Linked DNA regions of Mus musculus: regions 1, 2 and 3 are each linked to region 4. A link is a contact called in public HiChIP or PLAC-seq data. All regions are on one chromosome and are shown on one strand. Each heading gives the region's core, a stretch centred on a gene start, on an enhancer-like site or on the middle of the called end of the contact. The rest is flanking DNA. Distances are from core to core; before and after follow the strand shown. Region 1 holds the start of Rps6kc1 (ribosomal protein S6 kinase polypeptide 1). Region 2 overlaps Rps6kc1 (ribosomal protein S6 kinase polypeptide 1). Region 3 overlaps Rps6kc1 (ribosomal protein S6 kinase polypeptide 1). Region 4 overlaps Prox1 (prospero homeobox 1).

Region 1 (3,607 bases), core at 226-2,725, 780 kb after region 4:
TTCTCTCAGCTTCCTCAGGGCAGATTCCTGAGTGCTTTTTGAATATTCACTGCACTATTAACATTATTATTGCCCCTCCGTCAATACCCCTCTTCTTCAAGACTTAACACTAGCAACTGAGTTTCCTCATCGTGGGTTAAGCAGAACTGGTCCCGAAGCTCAAAGCTGCTACTGCTCTGCAACAGAAACTTTAGCAAACTTTTAAACTTCCTTGAATCTGCTTCCTCATCATGAAGTTGTACAAAATGCCCAGCATACACACAGCAGTGCACATAAGCACTTATTTCATGTTATTGTTCTCATTTCCCAGGAAAACGAGTTCTCAAAACTTAAGCTGAGGCAACAAAATTTAAGAAAAACAGTACTAAATTTGGAACAGTGAATTTATGTAAAAAAAAATTACCATTTATTTATTTGGGGGGACGACACCTTCAGTGGTCAGAGGACAATTTGCAGGAGTCAGTTCTCTCCTTCCACCATGTAGGTCCCAGGGAATGAAAACAGTTCTTCGGGCTTGACAGCAAGCATCTTTACCTGCTGAGCCATTGTGCCACACCAACCACCCTCAAGTCTCACTTAAGTACACATGTGTCTCCTGAAAAGACTCATCAAAACTCAGAAGCAAAGGCTAAAGATCCAAGACGAGCGTCTTAACAGCGAAATCTTCCCAAGATTCTACCTGCCTCACGGCAAGCCAGCCACTGAATGAGAAGAGGAAACGTCCCTTCCGTTACATAAGCCCCACAACACACCCACTAACATTTTTAAGTGTGTGTTTTCCCTCTGGAATGCACCAGCCCAATTCTGCAAATTTCATTTCAAGAGAAAGTCCACATAGGACAGAGGACTAGGTCATCCATTTAAAGACATCCACCAGTGTTCCACCCCAGAATGGCTGGTGGAGCCCAGCATCCCTTATGGAGCCTGCACTCCAGTCTACCAGGAGTCCATTCTCATGCTTAGAGTTCCCATCATCTCCATCCTGGGGTCCCTCTCTCCTGACTGAGGTCTCCAATATCTCCATCCTGGAGTCCTGTCTCCTGGCAAGGGTCCCCAGCATCTCCATTCTGAGATCCCATCTCCTGCCTGGGGTCCTCAACATCTCGAACCTAGAGTCCCATCTCTGCCTGGAGTTCCTGTGTACTGTCTAGGGTCTCCTGTCCGAGTCTCCATCCCTCCCTACCAACCTACCTACCACTCGCCGCACCCAGCCGCAGCCCGGAGCCCGTGCCCCGCCCAGTGTCCCTATCCAGAAACTCACCCGTGCGGTAACCTTATAGACAGTGTAGCCCCTGGGGTGTCGCTGGGGCTCGGTGACAGTGTAGAAGCGGGCCAGGTCCGCACTGTGACCCCAAGGAGAGGTCATCCTCCCTCCGCCCGTGCTTCCGCCAGCTGGGGACCATCGGGCAGCCCCAGCTGTGCCGGACTCCACGCAGCACTAAGCACGAGCACCGCGAAGAGGGGGCGGTGGCTCCTGGGGGGCTGTCGCTTGGATCTGCTTCCGGATCACCACACAGACTTCCGGGTCATCCCGGTCGACGTTCGGGATAAGAAGGTGCGGCTCTGGATCCTCTCCGAGCTGTATCGTCCGCTGTGGTTACTAGCGCCTAGCTCAGTCGCCATGGATACCGGAGGCGTCCCTACTAAGTCTCCTGGTGCACTAGCTTCGATGTCTACTAGAATTTGCGAGCTGGGGAGAGGGTTGGGCCTCCCGCCCTGTGCTCCTGTAGAGTCCTGGGTGATGGACGCAGCGGTACCCGAGCCAAGCATCTCCTTTCCTTCCCTACTTACTCTGTGCGGTGCCCACAGCAACATCGCAGCGCTCTGACAGACACGTCCCCATTTTCCCGTAGATGAACCCTCTTTGACATACCTACAGCTGCACGACAAGCCCTCACCCTACGTAGAATAGAAGTGCATCCCTCCCACTCTCTCAGGGAGATTGCTTGAGACCAACATGGGTCAAGTAGTGAGTTCAGAGTTAAGCTGGGCTACATGGGGAGAACCTGTCTCAAAACACAAAATTTGCTCAGTCACAGGATCCAGGGCAGTCTGCTATACATAACAAGACTCTCAACAACAACAACAACAAAGAAGTTTGTTGTTTTTTCAACAGTCCCTAGACTCTTAAATGTGCATCTGTTGTGGGGGTTGTAGAAGGAGACTCTCAAAGTCACTACAAAGAGTCTCCAGTTTCTATTGATTGGCATCCCCTACCTGGCAATTTTTTTTTAACTTTCTCTTGATCAGAGCTCTCATTCCCAAAAGATTCATTGCAAGGTTCTGTCGTTGTTAATTCTGTGTCTCTTGCTTCCTCTCCTCCCTGCCTTCTAACCCCTAGAACACACAATTAAGGAAGGAAGGAAGGGAAGAAACAAAGAGGGAGAAACAGAGATGGTAAGAAGAATTAGAGATGTGGTTGAGTAGTTAGTTAGGATCTCTGATTGCTCTTCCGGAGGAATGGGTGAGGTTCAAATCCCAGCATGCCAGTGGCAGCTCTTAGCTGCCTGTAACTCCAGTTCTGAGGGATCTGATGCCCTCTTCTGGCCTCCTCCAGCACACAAGTAGTACACATACCTAAGAGCAGAAAAACACCCATAGACATAAAAATAAAAATCCTTTTACAAAGGAAAAGAGTGACTTTAGCACCCTTTGTCTGCTCACATCTCCATCCCAGCCTGACACCCTTGCTCATTTGAAAACTACTTGCTCCACTCATGTGCTGATTTCCACTCTCTTTGGCAGAAAGAAAAACGTTGTTCTAATAATGTCTCCACCCTGTATGTTTGATCTTCGACTATTAACCTCTTCTGAGCCTTTAGGCTTTTCTTATTATTTCTCTTATGTGTATGGGTCTTTTGCCTGCCTGCATGTATGTTGACCACATGTATACCTGGTACCCACAAAAAAAAAAAATCACCACAGATCCCCAGGATGGTTCATGTGGGTCCTGGGATCCAAATCCAGGTAGGTCCCCTGCAAGAGCACCAGGTGTTCTTAACTGCTGTTATCTCTCTAGCTCAAGCCTATACAGTCAAAAAACTAGCTATCACTTATTCATTAACCCTGAATTCACTACCTGCTATGTGTCAGACTTTATACTAATGAGGCATTGGAGTTATAAAGACTGTTCCTCTCTTTCTTTACATACCATCACTAGTATGCAACGAAGTATATAAATATGACCAGTACATACCATGGCATGCTATAGAAAACCGATAATCCAGAATGGCCTCTGATCAAAGGAAACTGCCTGATACAGGAAAGACAGATGGCAGATAGCCAGGAAGAAGGACCAATGGTATTCTGTTGCATTTCACCCTTCCTCACTGTCCACTGAGTGGGTATGACCTCATCCATTCAGTCTTTCTCCTGGGCAGTCAGTCTAGCGTCAGTAGTGTGCTGATCCTTTGAAAAGGCTCCGAATAAACTTTCTAATGACCCCATCATCCCATCAGCTTTAGACATTTCTGGCCTAGAGGTTTTCTTTCTTTTCTCTTTTTTTCTTTTCTTTTTCCTTTTTTTTTATATTGAGATGACTCCTTTTTAGTCTCTTTTTGGTGGCATTTCCTTCTAAGAACCTGTAATGTTTTGTTTCTTGGGATTT
Region 2 (3,391 bases), core at 634-3,133, 670 kb after region 4:
GTGCTGCAGACCTACTCAGTGCTGCATACCCTCTGCCTACCTGGCCCACTGCGGCCCTGCTTTCCTCTTTCTCCCCGCCATTCTGTTTGTATGCAGTATGAAAGGAAGCCGTTTGCCATGAGTGAGGTTTATTTAATAAAAACCTTGCTAGATAATCCAAAGATACGAAACGAACCCGAAAAGTCCAACTTTGAGAAGAGGGCTAAGTCTGCTCTGTAAATTCGTATTCTCAAGATCCTCTTGATAGAGCCGCAGCTGTAGCCATTTAAGGGCCGGCTTTTTCACAGGCACAGACAGACAGAGCTCCATGGGTTTTGTCTTTGTATCGCTGGATCTCTTTGCTTTAACATAAAAGGCGATTTTTTTTTTCAAGTTCTTAGTTTTTTTTGCAGGAACTTGTGAGCCTTCGTAGACATGGCTGGAGGTCTGTGGCTTTAAATCCAAGATCACAAAGTTGGCAGAAGCAATTCTTAAACAACAGAAGGTGATCATTTGCATTTCAAAATTTATCTATCTTGCTTTTCCCCTCAATTAGACCCAAACATGTTGATTCCCAGGTTTCTGTGAGTGTTTTCTGGTCTAAACTTATTTATAGAACAGAATAATAGCCCCCCTGCTAGTCTGGCGTTTGCTCAAGTTTCTGTCCATGTAAATCGAATCTGTTACTGGAAATTTTTCTCAAAATATCAAGGCACATCATCCACAAGATAAAAGGATGCGGTGATAGTATAAAGTACAGGCAGGTGGGTGATGGTTTTTGAACAAACAGCTGATAAGGATCCCGGGAGGGAGGAGGGCAGGGGCAGGCCACACTGGATAAACAGAGGGCAGAGCTCCCCTCAGCACCCTCTGGACTTTCCTTTCTAACCAGGCAGCAGAGCTTTGGCTTTAGTGACTATCTCAGCGGGACTCAGGTCAGAGTTAGGGGGAGGGCCGAATGTGGGAGAGAGAAATTGCTGCCAGGGACTCTCTTTACCTTCTGCTGTGGTCACTGTGCACTGGAATGCTGGCCCATTGCCACTGCTCTCGGCCACTGACAAGGGAGACTACCTACTCACAGGAGAGCCTTTTGGTTTTTAGGGATGTGCTGCAGCTTGAGGCTCCAACCCCTCTAGGATTCCGAGGTGCAGGCTCTGCCTCTATAGGTTTGAGGTCCTGTTAACAAGAAGGAGGCATCTACTTTTCTGGGTTTCTCCTTGTCGCTAAAGTTGATCTGCCCAAGGGTTGGAGGAACAACCCCCGTGGCTCATGCACAGAGCAGTTAAGCAGCTGGAAGGTGCAATTCTTTCATACAAACAATCACAACAAAGCCTCTCTTTAGACTACAGTTTGGCTGGATTTTTTTTCCCCCAAACACTATGAAGGACAACCTGGAAGGGGACTGCAGAAATCGAAGAATCCATTAATGGTATACTGCCACCTGCTGGTCAAATGTGAGGAATGGCATTCCTGGAGCCTGGACTTGGAAACTGGTGAACATGGAAAACTGTTACTTGGAATTAATTGTTAACCTGGAACAGTACACTTGGAAACTGATAAACTCAGTGAGTGAAACTGAGGGTTTGTGTGGGATAGTTTTATTCCATCATGTCAAAAGGCTCATATGCTAAAGGAGAACCGGCCTGTGAGTGCTCAGATGGCAAACAGCCCCACAGCCACTGCTTCGGAGAGAAGCATGCACGCACGACACTCAGCTCTAATCTCCGTGGCACACTGGGCCCCACTTCAGGACAGAACACACTTTACTCACAGGCTCTCCTCCCAGGTCTAAGGTGGACTCTAAAACCTCCAAATTCACTGTAATTAGCAAATATAGCCATGCTAGCTGGAACCTAACATGTGAGTTCTTAACCACGTTAGAAAGTGGCACCAGTGAACACAAGAGCAAACAGTCTCACTACAACGTTTCCGTTATTCATTAACTACATAACAGCATCGGTTCACAAGTGCTTGTTTGGGGGAAAGTTGGGGAATTTGCATTGGGTTGAAAACCTGCCTTTCCTCAGCCCAGCAACTCTCACCAAGGTAAGGTTCCCTAAAAACAATAAAGCCTTTTATTCCTAATTATCATCGTTTCCTGTGGAGCCGAGCTAAGCAAGGTGAGCAGCACAGCAGTGAGCCAGCACCAACGAAAGCCCATGTGGGCACCCAGTGACCCAGTGGAGCCCACCCACTCCCTCGGCCTGAGACCCCTGGCAGCCAGTGGGCGAGGGATGAGTGAACTCTGCGCCTTTCTGAGACTTAGTGCTCAGAAAAACTGGGCAAGCTGTGGGGTAAACAGCACCCCATCTGCACTGACAAGAGGGCAACACAAACTCAACGGATATGCTTAACTATGGATGCCAACAGAGGCCTGGACGGCCACAGACATACATCTGTGATGTTAAAAACAAAAAGCAGACCCATATCTTAATAAAATTTCAAGTCCACCCATGTGGAGAGGCTCAGGGGACACAAGGCCTTCCTTAAGACACTTCAAAGAACACAATGAGTTTCCAGAGATATATAAATGCTTTTACCAAGAGCACACCCATACACACCATCTTAGATTCCATACAGTTCAATCCCCTACTTTTCTTCGTTAGGGCTGAAGGGGTGAGCAGACCCGACGAGTGTGTGAGCCACTAGTGAAAGGCACAACTGGCAGAGAGAAGCAAGAGCCACCTTTCAAGTGAAGCATTTGAGGAGAGTGCTCTAACCTGGGGCACAGTACATTCTCGCTACGGCATCGCTGTCGCAGGAATCTTCAACCTCACTCCACCTGCTAAAATACGTTAGCTGAATGTGTCCTAAAAACAAAACGACAGGAGAAATCAAAACATTTTTCTCTTCCATTTTCTGCAGAAGCGAACTGTAATTACTCCTTTTGTAGCTAAAAACAGTATCATTAAGAATAATGGCATCATTAAGTACTAGAAGCTATTACTGGGGGTGAATTTGCCGCACTGATAATGAAGCTCTAGACAGGAAATGAAGATACTAATTACAAGATAAAACGCCTACTCAGTTAATTGGAAGCAACAGCGAATAAAAAGAAATGCATTTGTGAAAGTTCCTGACCTCCATCATTCAATAAGATGTTGTTTGGGTTCAGATCTCGGCACACAATCCCCTCTCTGTGCAAGGCGTCAAGGGCTACCACCATTTCCGCTGCCCATCTCTGAATGCAGCCCTCTGGGATGAAGAACCTGGAGCTAGCTGCTAGTCGTTTATCCAGGTCCTCAAAGATCTGATGGATTTCCTTGTCTGCTTCCCCGGCTCCCACACCTCGCTCCTGGGCCTCCGAGTCTCTCTGGAACAGAGAGTTCGCTTCTTCTTTAGTCGGTTCTGTGAACAGCAACACCTCCTCCGACGTGGCAGTGTCGGCGTATGCACTGTGTTCTTTATTAGC
Region 3 (3,376 bases), core at 852-3,351, 720 kb after region 4:
AGGGCACACATTTATACTTGCTAATTGTGGCTTTCTCCAGTTTTCTATTTATTTTCAAACTGGAGCGGGGATAAGGGGACTATATCTTGACAGCTAGGGGTGACTCTCCTGCCCCTCCCTATGCCTGGGTGCCTCTCTCCTAAAAAGCTACAAACAAATGCATAAGATGTGCTGTTGGGGACCACAGTCTCTGTCATTGAAATGTACACAAAAGGACCCTAGCAGAACTAAACAACATGGTCACACTAAAAGAGGAAATGACATTTTGAATAATTTTGCTTGAAATTGTCAAAACAGTATCAACAAGAAATGCAGGCATTCTAAGTAACTGTAAACCACAGTAAGCAGGACGAGCGCCACCAACGACTTCTCCTACCGCCAGGCACAGGTGTGAGAGATGCCTGTTTTAATGGTTTGTAAGAGCACAGGAGGCATGCCCTGTGTCCGGCAATTCTTCAATGACACTCACTTCTGTGGCCACCCACAGCAGTATGACAGCTGTTGAGGAAAGGCAGGGTCACACTCAAACGAGAACCAACCGGAAACTGAACTGAGCAGTTTACGCAGAGCAACGCTTGGTCCTGAACCCACAACAATCTGCGAGTTACAGATCACAGCTCTTAATGCGAGGCGGCACAGAAGAATTTTAAAACTTGCCGGGCAGTGGTGGCGCACGCCTTTAATCCCAGCACTTGGGAGGCAGAGGCAGGCGGATTTCTGAGTTCGAGGCCAGCCTGGTCTACAGCGTGCAATCCAGGACAGCCAGGACTACACAGAAAAACCCTGTCTCGAAAAACCAACCCACCGCCCCCCAAAAAAATGTTAAAATTTTCTCAGAGAGCCTTCGAGCCTGTCAGTGCTAAAGCAGTAGTTTCCAAACAGCTAGACAGTCGGTTTCCACTTGAGGTTTCGGGTTTATTTTTTATTTAATTTGACTTACATTATTCCTGGATATTTACACTTCTTCCTATCTGAATCAATAATTTCTTCAGTAATCACAGGATTAACCCAATCCTTTGAAGTGACCGTTTGTAAACTGTATTGCTGAAGACATAAAATGTGCTCGAGCTGCTGACAGAGGTCGTCTCCTCAGCCTGGGGGGCTCTCTGTCCCCGCCTTGTGCAGCACAGCAGCTGTGCCGCGCGCACACGCACAGGAATGAAAATATTTAGATGAGGAGCCGCCCACTTAGTTTATTTTCCATATGACTTTCCTGTAATTATTTTGTAAACTGTTCACACAACAATACATAAAAACATCTGCAAAAACAGGTAATTAATGTGTCAAGCCACACTAATGCATTTTTTATGGTGTCCATGCTTCGTCAACTGTAATTATAACTCTTTTTTAAGCAGATGATGATGTGTTTGTTGCAATGTGCAAGTGGTGATTTCAGATGCTGTTTACTGCTCATACAGTCTGAATATCAAACTCCACAGCGACTTTACCAGCAGTGCTTTACCTAGCTTTTTGCTGAAGCACGAAAGCACTGCTCTTTTTCCAAGCTATAATTTCCAGTAAACATTTTTGTCATTAAAATGTGAAACTCTCAGCATAAAAGCTGACATGAAAATAGTGAAAAATTCAAGGAGCCCACGCTGGCAAACTGTATCTTGACTTTCTTCCTCTGCCTGTGACCCTCTAGGAACTCCAGCACTGTAGATCATAGAAAACAGACAGCAAAACCTCCCCATGGTCATGGTCAACAGCTTAGAGACTGTTCTGGCACCGCAGCCCCTCAGACACACCCAGCACACACCGGGCTGGCCCGCAGAGATCGTGGTACCCTCACTGCTGTCACCGTAACTAATCCTGCTCCCCAATAGTAAACCTACTGCGGACAGACAGTCCTGATGACCCAAGGCATGTGACCTCCTAAAATTACAAAATAATCACAATGCTATATAGTCTTCCCCAGCGCCTTCTCCCCATTAGAAACAAAAGGACAATAAAAACAGCTGGATGTGGTAGCTCACCCCTATAATCTCAGCCCTACCCTCCAACAAGAAGATAGTGAATTCACCACCAGTTCCAGGCCAGCCTAAGCTACACCACACCCTGTCTAAAAATCAAGGGAAGGGCTAGCGGGATGACTCAATGTGTTATCTTTAGCTTGCTGTCAAACTTGACGACCTGAGTTGTCCCTGGGGCCCACAGGAGGAGCCAGTTGCCCTCTGATCTGCATATTTATATCATGGCACACAAGTGTACCATGTGTGTGTATCTGTGTGTGTTTGTGTGTCTGTGTGTGTGTGTGTGTGTGTGTGTGTGTGTATAAGAACACACAAAAAGCAAATATGCGTACACTTTAAAAAGAAATAAAAACACAAAGGGGAACAGCCAAAGCATGAGCAGAGCCCAGCTCCAGGCCTGAGTGATCAGAACGTCACACACAAGACTGCTAGAGACATGGAGAGTCCCACGCTGGGGTCCAGACGTAACTACTTGATAGAAACCTCTGATGATGAGCTACTATGTTCTTCAATGAACTATTACTGTGACATTGTTTCTCCAGAATATGAGTGGCCGCTGGACCACAGGAATCTAGTAACATCCTGTTTCCATAAAGATCAGAAATATTACATCAAGCAATTGACAGCTGCCCAGTTGCCAACACTTGTCTTATAGCGAGAGGGACTTACGGATGGAGTCCAAATAAAGAAAACAGAGTCCAGTTCCAGGGCTGCTAGAGCAGGTACACAAGACAAGGAAGAAAAGGGGACAGGGCACTGTGTGAAAGCCAGAAGATCACAGGCTCCCTCGGACATCTACGTAACAAGATATTCATCTAACAACACGCATAACTGATACATTTCAATGGCTGGACTCTGTACACTTTTGCCTGTTGGCTGCTAGCCACAATCGTCAAGATTCAACTCATTTTCTCCCTCTTCAAGAAGCACTGTTCTCCGTGAACCATCTCCTTCTTGCACCAAGCACCTACTTCTATGGGGAAAATGCAAACATTTCCAGAGAATACCTTCTGTTCCACATGCTCCATTAGGACAAAATGATGCACAACAGACCACTCAGGTTTGAGGGCCTGCAGACAAGACAGACGCCTTGGTGACTGACAGCACAGGAGTCCATCCACCATGGAAACAAGCAGAGGTGTGCAGTGGCAAGAGGTTGGAAAAGGGCTTCTGGTCTGAGCAGAACTGAGGGAAGGCTTCCTCCGCTGACCAGAGTCAACCAGGAAGATGGGGACATATCCAAGCGCGGCAGCAAGGGCTCAGTGTTTCTAAGGAGACAGAAAAATCCCCGTGGCTGAAGCTGAGCAGATGGTGGGGCCTGACTTCAGGTAAGCCTGGGAGGGAGGCAGAAGGCACGGGCATAGCCTGTGGCCACAGTAATCGAATGCACCTGAAAATCAGTG
Region 4 (3,409 bases), core at 23-2,522:
CCTATCACCAGGTCCCAGTCTTTGTAAGGAAGATGTTTTGGACACGTTGTCTTGTAAGCTAATCCCCAGCCCCCACCCCAAACTTCAACATGTAAACGGAAGACGCGTATAAGGTTGACAGGAGTGGCTGAGAGGGGAGAAAGGAGAGCCCCTGCTTGCGTTCTGGTGAATCCGTTCGTGTGTGGGTTTTCTTTCTTTCTCCTTCCCCACTTTTTTTTTTTTAATACTATAAAAGGGCAATAAAATGCTGACTTCGAGAAGACAATGTCAAGGAGAAAAGGGTGCTGGTATTTTGGATACTCTTCACTGCTCGCCTTGGAGAGAGTTATTCCTGTCACAGGCCTTTTGTCTGCATCTGCTGACTGGCTTGCCCATAGCCAGCAGCATACTTTAACTGTTTTGTCACCTCCTAACATCACATGCATCAGCTGTTGGGCTTTTGTTACGGGTATTGTAGAACTAATCCGCTGTGGTTGTTCTACTGTGCAGTAAATAAAACAGAAACCCGGCTTCTCAGACCGCTCTGCATGAATATTTCAGACAGCTTTTTACAACTCCGGGACTCACCAAATCAAATAAATAAATAACTCCCCCACCCCCAGCATCCCCAGACCCTCCCCATTGACTGAAACAAAACCCCTCGAACTAGCCGCAGATGCCTCTGAGTCACAGGGACTGGAGCTGGCAAACAATTGCAAGTTGAAAGAAAAGTGGTCTCAACTTCGGGGGCACCGCTGAATTCATATTTAAGAGGAGAGTTAAATACATCTGAGGCACAGGGCTGGCTAGGCATCTCGGAAAATCTGCAAAGCCTTTTGGGGGGGGCTTATATAATTATATATTTTTATATATTTTACACACACATGTAAGTATGTTTCCATATATATATATCCATATATAAAATGTTACAGTTACTCTTAATTAATCTTTGGGCCCTTTCCATAATGTGTAACCTGCACAGAGATGTGCTGAGAAAAATCAGACTCTAAAATGTTCTTCAAAACTAAACACACAGCGTGAACCCTCCATATGTATGAACACGACAGTTCACCAAGCAGAGACACCAAAGCATTTCCCAGACGACTTCTGAACGTCTTTGGAAGAGTTCAGAGGAAGAAGGGCATCTATCTCCCCAACACGGGCATGCCTGGGACACAAAGGTCCCATGAAAGAGACCAACGCTGAAGTTCTTTCCGAGCCTTTCACCCTGGTGGGCACATGACTCCTCTAAACAAACTCGCCCATCCCTGCTGTTTGTTAAGTAAATATTGATCAAGGAGAGGCCTGTCTCCTGACTGCAGTGGCGTAAGCTGGGGACCTGTACTGCTCAAGAGTGGGCTTAGATGGATGAGCTCAGATGGGGCTGTACTCTTCACAGAGACTATCAGCCATAACAGATACAGAGACCGTATGGTTGCTCCTTGCCTCTTTCTTGGTCACCCTAACTCCAGCCAGGAGCAGAATCAAGAAATCATGGACCTATGAAATATGGCCACACGATGCCACCCATGCATGCGGTTGTGCTGTGTGGACAGCCCAGACTCCCCTGCCTTTCAGAAGACTGGGAGGTTTGGATGCTATTGGTGAATTGTGGGATTCTCTCACCCTTCTCAGAGTGGACAGAAACTTCAGAGCACAGTTCTGCCTCCTGGGAAGCGTCTTCCCATGGTTAATGAGCATGCGCAGAGCCTGGTTTTGAGTCTGCTTGGGTGACATTATTGGCTGGGTCCACACATGGGAGAAAGATGCTTTGTATTTTATTTTGCTTATTTCATAACTGGGACTCAAAGTCTCACCTTCTGTAATGTCAGGGGCTGAATGGAAGTGTGTTCTTTCTTGGGAAGAGACAGTTTTGAGTCATCTTTACAGTCTGAGTATGTATTAGCCCTGAGCACCGTGATCTAAGAGTAAGGCGTCCTGTTTTGTGTGTGTGCGTGCATGTGTGTGTGAGTTTGTGTGTGTGTGTATGTGTGAGACAGAGGGAGGGTTGTGTGCATGTGTGTGTGTGTGTGTGTGTTTGTGTGTTTGTGTTTGGGGTGTGATAGAGAGAGAAAGGGCCAACTGGCATGTAAATGTGATTAGGATGTCCTGGATGCTCTCTCTACCTGTGTGCAGGCGGGGGCAGCCTCCAGAATCACACTAAAGGGAGGTTTTCACAACAACTAAAATTAGGCCTAAATCCCCCTTCCCTCCCTCTGATGCTGCAGGGGGCATTCAACTTTCAGGCCCCTTGGAGGATTCAATTACTTTAATACTTGAGTAATGCGGGGTCCCAAGAGTGAACCTATCTCCTAGCTACACATTTAGCTACTTAAACATCTGAAGAATAAATACTCTTAGGAATTTTTTTTTAAAGCAAAAATACACATGCACACATGGAGTGGGAGGGGGCTGTGTTTCCTTGGTTTAAGCAAAAGAACATATGGCATAATAGTCTCGTCTTCCCCCCACCCCCCTTTTATTTTAAAACAAAGCTACAAAAGAACAATGTTCTGTTGAGCAAAATTCAGTAGCATTCTGTAAACATTAATTTAAGAAAATCAATAGACTCAGTGAGCTAAAGCCATATTACAAGATAAACTGGCCAGAGTGCCACTTTGTCAAATAGATTTTCCTTTTCCTAGGCTGGAGAAAGACAGTTTCAAAATGGGGCAAACGTGTTGCAACCAAGGTTTGAAAAGTATGTGGCCTTCAAACCGTCTGTCTGCTCCTACAAAGCTGGACAAACAGACTTTCAAAATGATAAGACGGGTTTAGAATAGACTTGGTGTTCAAATTTTACACAGAGTAGATTTTCTCAGGTGAGGAGATGTTAAGAGAAGGGGGTTTTGTGTGTGTGTGTGTGTGTGTGTGTGTGTGTGAGAGAGAGAGACAGAGACAGAGAATGGGGCAGAGGGTGCTTTGGGAAGAGTTTCAGTTGATGTTTGACTTTTAAAAAGGAAAGGAAGAAAGAAATCTTTATTCATGCTGACCCCATGGGCAATAGGCCTTCTTGCCAAAATCCCAAAGCCAGACTCTCCAGTGAGTTGAGGATCAGAGGGTTCAGCTGGTGGTAGCTGCTCCCAGCCTGCACTTATCAGGCAATGTCATGTTAATGTGGGAGGCCTGTGGGGGTTGAGGGAACAGACCCCAGGCCCCAGGAAGGAACTGGAGGGATGGTTTACCCCAGAGCCTCAAGGCTGCTCTCTGCTAGATGCAAAGAGCTGCAGGGTGATTAGAAAAGCTGGCTGAAGGGAAGCATGTCCTTTTGTGTGTTCCCACTGCTGCACTGAACGGCCAGGCTTGTGGCATCTTACTCCCAGACAAGACCTGTGACCTGCTCCAACAGAGCATCTGCCTTTGCTAATGCCAAAGCCTGTAGAGTCTACTAGGGAGGCCACTGTAGAAAGGAGCAGCCGCAGGGAGCTGG

What was found. HiChIP or PLAC-seq counts read pairs in DNA pulled down with a chosen protein or histone mark.
Region 1: an H3K27ac HiChIP or PLAC-seq map of extraembryonic endoderm stem cells shows a contact between it and region 4, with 4 times the contacts expected there. The contact joins the promoter of Rps6kc1 here to the enhancer-like site in region 4. A contact is called at or near these places in 2 of 39 promoter capture datasets (cranial neural crest and stem cell-derived epiblast-like cells) and 5 of 115 datasets of contacts at active chromatin or transcription factors (the SCID.adh cell line, embryonic limb bud, extraembryonic endoderm stem cells and 2 more).
Region 2: a contact with region 4 is called in an H3K27ac HiChIP or PLAC-seq map of extraembryonic endoderm stem cells, with 6 times the contacts expected there. The contact joins two enhancer-like sites. A contact is called at or near these places in 4 of 484 Hi-C or Micro-C datasets (the AML12 cell line, liver and nephron progenitors), 5 of 115 datasets of contacts at active chromatin or transcription factors (VIP interneurons, embryonic basal ganglia, embryonic hindbrain and 2 more) and 1 of 9 other capture datasets (embryonic stem cells).
Region 3: a contact with region 4 is called in an H3K27ac HiChIP or PLAC-seq map of extraembryonic endoderm stem cells, with 6 times the contacts expected there. The contact joins two enhancer-like sites. A contact is called at or near these places in 1 of 115 datasets of contacts at active chromatin or transcription factors (extraembryonic endoderm stem cells) and 1 of 9 other capture datasets (embryonic stem cells).

The regions. Positions count from the first base shown.
Region 1 is chr1:190,910,295-190,913,901 of GRCm38.p6, forward strand. It overlaps Rps6kc1 (ribosomal protein S6 kinase polypeptide 1), which reads right to left and starts at 1,476. Exons shown (of 15, transcript NM_178775.4): 1 at 1,262-1,476. The coding sequence starts at 1,366.
Region 2 is chr1:190,795,953-190,799,343 of GRCm38.p6, forward strand. Rps6kc1 (ribosomal protein S6 kinase polypeptide 1) reads right to left here. Exons shown (of 15, transcript NM_178775.4): 11 at 3,061-3,391; 12 at 2,700-2,789. Among named protein-coding and RNA genes, the nearest start is that of Gm51740, 22 kb to the right of the region's middle. Within about 2 kb of position 1,884, at least 18 of the 459 cell types and tissues checked have an H3K27ac peak or open chromatin away from gene starts, as enhancers often do. A contact at or near this core is called in extraembryonic endoderm stem cells and liver, where this site is marked.
Region 3 is chr1:190,852,575-190,855,950 of GRCm38.p6, forward strand. The region is part of intron 6 of Rps6kc1 (ribosomal protein S6 kinase polypeptide 1); the gene reads right to left. Among named protein-coding and RNA genes, the nearest start is that of Gm51740, 34 kb to the left of the region's middle. Within about 2 kb of position 2,102, at least 12 of the 459 cell types and tissues checked have an H3K27ac peak or open chromatin away from gene starts, as enhancers often do. A contact at or near this core is called in extraembryonic endoderm stem cells, where this site is marked.
Region 4 is chr1:190,128,464-190,131,872 of GRCm38.p6, forward strand. All of the region lies in intron 4 of Prox1 (prospero homeobox 1), which reads right to left. Among named protein-coding and RNA genes, the nearest start is that of Prox1os, 40 kb to the right of the region's middle. Within about 2 kb of position 1,273, at least 39 of the 459 cell types and tissues checked have an H3K27ac peak or open chromatin away from gene starts, as enhancers often do. A contact at or near this core is called in extraembryonic endoderm stem cells, liver and stem cell-derived neural progenitor cells, where this site is marked.